Regions from separate parts of the Rattus norvegicus genome. Here region 2 is linked to region 1. A link is a contact called in public Hi-C data. All regions are on one chromosome and are shown on one strand. Each heading gives the region's core, a stretch centred on a gene start, on an enhancer-like site or on the middle of the called end of the contact. The rest is flanking DNA. Distances are from core to core; before and after follow the strand shown.

What was found. Hi-C and Micro-C count contacts between places; a contact is called where the count stands out from the background.
Region 2: a Hi-C map of liver shows a contact between it and region 1, with 2.7 times the contacts expected there. The contact joins two enhancer-like sites. A contact is called at or near these places in 3 of 12 Hi-C or Micro-C datasets (Schwann cells, hepatocytes and liver).

What each region holds. Positions count from the first base shown.
Region 1 is chr2:237,761,402-237,764,101 of GRCr8, reverse strand. Mcoln2 (mucolipin TRP cation channel 2) reads right to left here. Exons shown (of 14, transcript NM_001039005.1): 14 at 1,123-1,926. The coding sequence ends at 1,890. Among named protein-coding and RNA genes, the nearest start is that of Lpar3, 47 kb to the left of the region's middle. Within about 2 kb of position 1,336, at least 5 of the 93 cell types and tissues checked have an H3K27ac peak or open chromatin away from gene starts, as enhancers often do. A contact at or near this core is called in hepatocytes and liver, where this site is marked.
Region 2 is chr2:237,980,372-237,983,071 of GRCr8, reverse strand. Ssx2ip (SSX family member 2 interacting protein) reads right to left here. Exons shown (of 15, transcript NM_175597.3): 10 at 1,115-1,265. Among named protein-coding and RNA genes, the nearest start is that of Ctbs, 19 kb to the left of the region's middle. Within about 2 kb of position 1,396, at least 3 of the 93 cell types and tissues checked have an H3K27ac peak or open chromatin away from gene starts, as enhancers often do. A contact at or near this core is called in hepatocytes and liver, where this site is marked.

The DNA.
Region 1 (2,700 bases), core at 87-2,586:
CTAAGAGAAGAGAAGAAAGGGTTTGTTCCAGACCTGTCCCTCAGCAGTCACCCTACTACACCTTCAATAACACCGGAAAGAGAACACAGTGAGAAAAGCCGCTGTTGTTCAGAATGACTAAAAGGAAACAATGTTTCCACGGTAACCTTGAAAAATAGTCTTCTTCCTGAAAGCATTTAAGCCAACTGGAACAAAAGGAAACAAAAGGAAACACAAAAGCTGATTTTAAAAAGTAGCTAAGAACCGGTGATAACATCACAAATTTTCTACTCATATGGCAGTCAAAGCTGCAGACTGGAAATTTAGTCTGTTCAGAGCCAACCAGGCTAGCAGTGGCTCAAACATACACCTGATCTGGAACCAAAGAGAGAAGCCTAGAATCTCATTCTGATGCTCTTTAGTTTTAAAACCAAGCCCTGTGACTCTTGAAATATTTTTTTTTGTAAAAAACAAAAAGAAACTAAAATTGTATTTTTAACTAAGCACTCTGTATGTAGGCATGAGTCTTTTTTCTTTAAAAAAGTTGAAGATTGATTTCTATTCCGTGTATGAGTGTTTGAGTTTCGTGGATCCATCTGTTCCGTGTTGCAGATGTCAGAAAAAGGCATGTGCTCCCTGGAACTGGAATTATGGGGTCATGTAAGCCACAATGTAGATGCTGGGAACAAAATTCAGATTGTCCCCAAGGACAGCAAAGACAGCCCTAGCAGGAAACATCTCCTCAGTTACAGGTCTCATTAACTGCTGGGTTTCTCTGCTTAGGTTTGATGGAAGCTGTGAAGAAGACCAGGGGCAAGGGGCAGGCAGAGAATCAGACAACAGGTCTTGGGGCAGAGACAAAGGCAGGGAATGGCAGGCAGGAGCTGCTCCGAGATGCTAACTCAGATCTCACTCTGCACCTCGTAACCCCCGATAGTTCAGCTATGATGTAATGATCTTAATCTCTTATCATTAGCACGAATCTTTATTAAATAGCATCCATGGACCAACCCCCAAAGCCCCTTCACCACTTGTTTAAAAATGACAGCTCTCTGGTGTAGAGAAAGTAAAGAAGGATGGTGTGATATGGAACTCTCACTCGGTAGACAGCACATTTTAACACAATAATAGTACAAGGCAGCATCACGAAAATAAATTTATTTAAGGAAAAATCCACATTTCCTTCCATGACAAGGGCAAAGCCCCACCACAGTGGAGCTGACTCATGAAATAGGTGGCCACGCCAAGTTTAGGGCCACTCACTCATCACGTGCACAGGGCGGGGAAGCTTGCCTGAGGGGGCAGCCAGGCGCTCTCTCTGTGCTAACGGACACTGCATGTCATGCCTGCTAAAGAAGCAAGCTCACAGTACAACCAGCCATGATCTGAGTTCTAGATATCTGCCTGCTAGTGTTTTGAGTGTGAGCCTTACATGGTTTATCAGTTCTCCAGTTTCAAGTCTTAATTTGGTATTGAAGCCAAATTTATTTCTATGTGGACCATGAATTAATGAATGTCTTTAAATCCAAGGATCACATTTTGAAATGAATCTTTTCCTGGAAATAAACATACACCTTGACCAGGGTTTAAATATTGCTTACACAACTTGGAAAAGGGAATACTTTTTTTTAACCTCTCAACATTATGATGGCACAAATGACCAGACTCCTGCTGAATTTCATTGTCACATTGCCCTCACATTAACTCCCAGGAGAGGCCTACTCTTCACACTCTGTGTTTATCAAAAGTAACTTTGGTATGTCAGTTCCCGTCAACAGCTCACGGACACCCCTCCTTCTGGATCCACAACTTAGTAGGACAATCTTTGAATGAACTGCTGCTGCCTCTGGGCCTCTCCGTACAACCACAGCATGAAGAGGTGTGGACTTGATGGGCATTAGCCAAGGGTTTTAATCAACGAGAACCAAGTGGTCATCACTTCCTCTCCTGTAACAGAGAAGGGGATGAAGGAAAAAGAGAACACCGATTTTAGAAGTTTTGTTTGGATAGCCTTGTGTCATTGTTGCTGTTGTTGTTGTTATTGTTGTTGTTTCTGTTGTTGTTTTAGACAGGGTCTCATGTATCTCAAACTAGCCTCCTCAAACTATGTAGTTAAGGATGACCTTGAATTCTTGATCCTCTGCTTCCCTTCCTAGAATACAAGCATCGCCACATCTGACATTGACAGGGCTTACTTATTATTCTATTATTCAGATAGGAGGGCCCTGCCCAGTCTAGGCAACTCTTCTACCCCTGAGCTATAGCCCACCTGGACTCCCCAAAATCTTTACAAAAAGACTAGAACACACCCTATTCCAGACACACATAGCTCATGTTAGCAAAATGTGAAAGAGGAAGAAAACTGAGGAAGGGAAATGTATGGACTTTGAGGCTTGGATGGAGGCCCCGGAAACAACCCATAAGCAACCACTGTCTCTCAGGATCCTGCTCTATCAGAGTTGATCAATGACTACAAGGGCCAGATGCCTTCCTTCATAGCAGAGAAGGTTTGACAACTCATATCTGCCCAGCCAAACCTTTATCTCCAAAGACCCCCTTCATGTCAGGCTGGGAAGAGGAATCTGAGGCCATGGGGCTCACCCTGTGGCCATCAAGGGGTTCAGAGGGAGGCATAGACTCTATGCCTGGGTACCCAGTTGAGGGTGTTTCTAGAGATGTTTATCTGAGAAGGGAGAACTCTGGGAGGTGGGCAGCCCTGAC
Region 2 (2,700 bases), core at 147-2,646, 220 kb before region 1:
GGGAAGCCACGAGGAGCAAGCCAACAAGCAGCACCCTCCATGCTCTCCCTTCCTGACAGTCTGTGAGCTGTGAGGTGAACAGACCTTTCTTCCCGTGCTACTCATGAGCAAGAGAAACCCTAACTACAACAACTAGAAACTAGTCAGGTTTTACAACCACTGTCAGTCCATGTTGTTCTTAAACAGACATTTAAAAACCGAAAGACTGTCAGAACCTTTACCCTTCTGGGCTTCTCATAGGTTTTGTAAAAGGAAGTTACTGCCTCTGGCATTTTGCATTTTCAAAACTGGGACAAAATTAGACATTTTAAAGAAAAACAACTCCGAGTTCTGACAACTGCAGTTATGCATTTAGGACTAAAGAGACTCGAAGGCGAGCACAGCTGCCAACACTCGCCTTAGAGACCACATCATCCCTGACTGTCATGAGGTTAGCAATGCACCTCATGGAGCCTCCGTTCTCACCTCCCAGCCTTCAGGAGCTGCTGGCTCAGTCACAGCAAACACACAAGATCACAATGTATAACCTTTCTTGATGGTGCTGGAAAGAGTGGTTCTAACAACTGTGAGTTCACACGCTAAATCCTGCAAACTCAAGTCTAGGCAGGCTTCCTATTAAATGGACATGAGACGATGAGCACGTTTCATGCAAAGCCCTGTGGGAGCTACAGTGAGAACTGTACTGTGCCCTTCACGGCTCATGGCACTGGGATGAGACTCACCAGTTAGAACATTTCCATATATTATAAGTGGACTTCATTTATCAACTAGGAACTTTCGTGCTGGAGAGACGGCTGAGAGGTTCAGAGTGTGCGCTGCTCCTGAGAGGCCCCCTAGCTCCCTGTTAGGTGGTTTATAGCTCCCTGTACAAGCTCCAGGGAACCAGTGCCTCTGGCCTCTACGAAACCCACATTCGCATGATTTGCCGGCAACACAGACAGCACTGGACATTGAGGGACACTGTTGTCTGAGGTTTGTTCTGAAGCCAAGCGCACTCCTCTCAGTGTGAAACCCGGAACAAACCAGCAGAGTCTGACCCTGGCTGTGAGCAGCCGCTCTGAGCCCACAGCACTGTTTGTGGGGCCCGCCCTGCACACCGTGGCGCAGAAGTTACCTTGGTTATCAAGTTTTTCCACATGGCTTTTCAGAATTCTCCACTGCTTCCTGATGCTGTTTGTAAGCTGCTCCCTGACAGTGTCACAGGAAAGGCTCCACACACCATCTCTGCTCAGCTCCCCAGCGTCGTCTTCTACATCGGAGATGACCTACGGCACAGAGGGCACACACAAGCGTCACAGTGGCCTTACACCCAGGCACTGGACCAGACCGATAAGACCTATTAGCTAATACCTAATACAAACAAGTTAACACTGGCGACACAGACACTCCTGATCCAGTTAAATCTCTACCAATCTGCCTAACGGATGTCTGGGCAGAGGCAGCTCCTGTCTATGCAGCACTGTGCTGGATGCTGCCATATCTCAACCCTCAAACTGTGCACGAAGGCAAAGTGCAGGCTTAGAGAAGCAGGCCAGGCCCACAGAGCCCAGAGGTCGGACGCGGCTCTGGGTAGTGTCAACTTGTCTGCAGGTCAGGCGACTTCACTAAACGACCTCTAGAGATCAGCTAGAGTCAGACATTAATCCTCATTCTCCTCATGCCATCTCAGGGATGACACGTTTCTCTGATGTACTAAGAACACGTCCAATGTTGCTAAGTTACCTCAGAGAAACAGTGCTAACGGTGCAGGCCAAGCACACATCTACATGAAATAGCCCTTATTTGTTATCAACATCCATGGCAGGCAGACATACTTGAATAATTCAAAACAATACCTTTCAGGCGTGCCAGAAGCCATCTAGAAGCCAGAAACTAGCAAGTGACCTTCCTGAGATGGTTCTGTCATAGACTATAAAGCTGTGACAGATTCACTCCTTTAGGTAAGACTGAGGAGATTACATTTGAGAAAAGATCCCTGTTATTATTAAATTATATATAAATACAAATATATTTAATATTAAGTATATAAATATATTATTAAATATATATTAATATATAACTAAGTATTGACCATTCTCTGGAGCAGATCTCTGCAGACCTACGGAGATGGACTGTCCGGTAGTGATGCTATATAGACAAATAGGTAATGATTTTATGGAATTCCTGATTTCATTCAAATAATTTTAGGTAAAAAGCTTTTAGAGACGGTCTTAGAAAGATGTAACAGAATGACATCTTGCTAGAAAGATGTAATAAGGTTAGAATCAAGAGTGAAATGCTACTACTCTTCATAACAGTAAGTAATAAAATCCAACGAGCTTTCACAGTTACACTAAAAAGGGAAATAGACTTGGGACAATTTTGTGATCAAGGAAAGACATTTAGGTCGAAGGAGAGGGTCACAAGTGTGCACTATGATAAGGCAAGGCCATGTAAAATCTGTTGCTTTGAATTTATATCAACATCCTTCTATAACTCCCATTTTGTGTAACATTTTATTTATGAAGTAATGTTCTAAAGAACTTTTTGTCTAAGAAGGCATTAAAAGGCCAGAGAAAAGAAAGTTGTTGAATGGTTTGGCTTGGGGAGCTTCGCCCCATCCATCCATCATCCATCCATCCATCCATCCATCCATCCACCATCCACCCACCCACCCACCATCCATCCATCCATCCATCCATCATCCACCCACCTACCCAG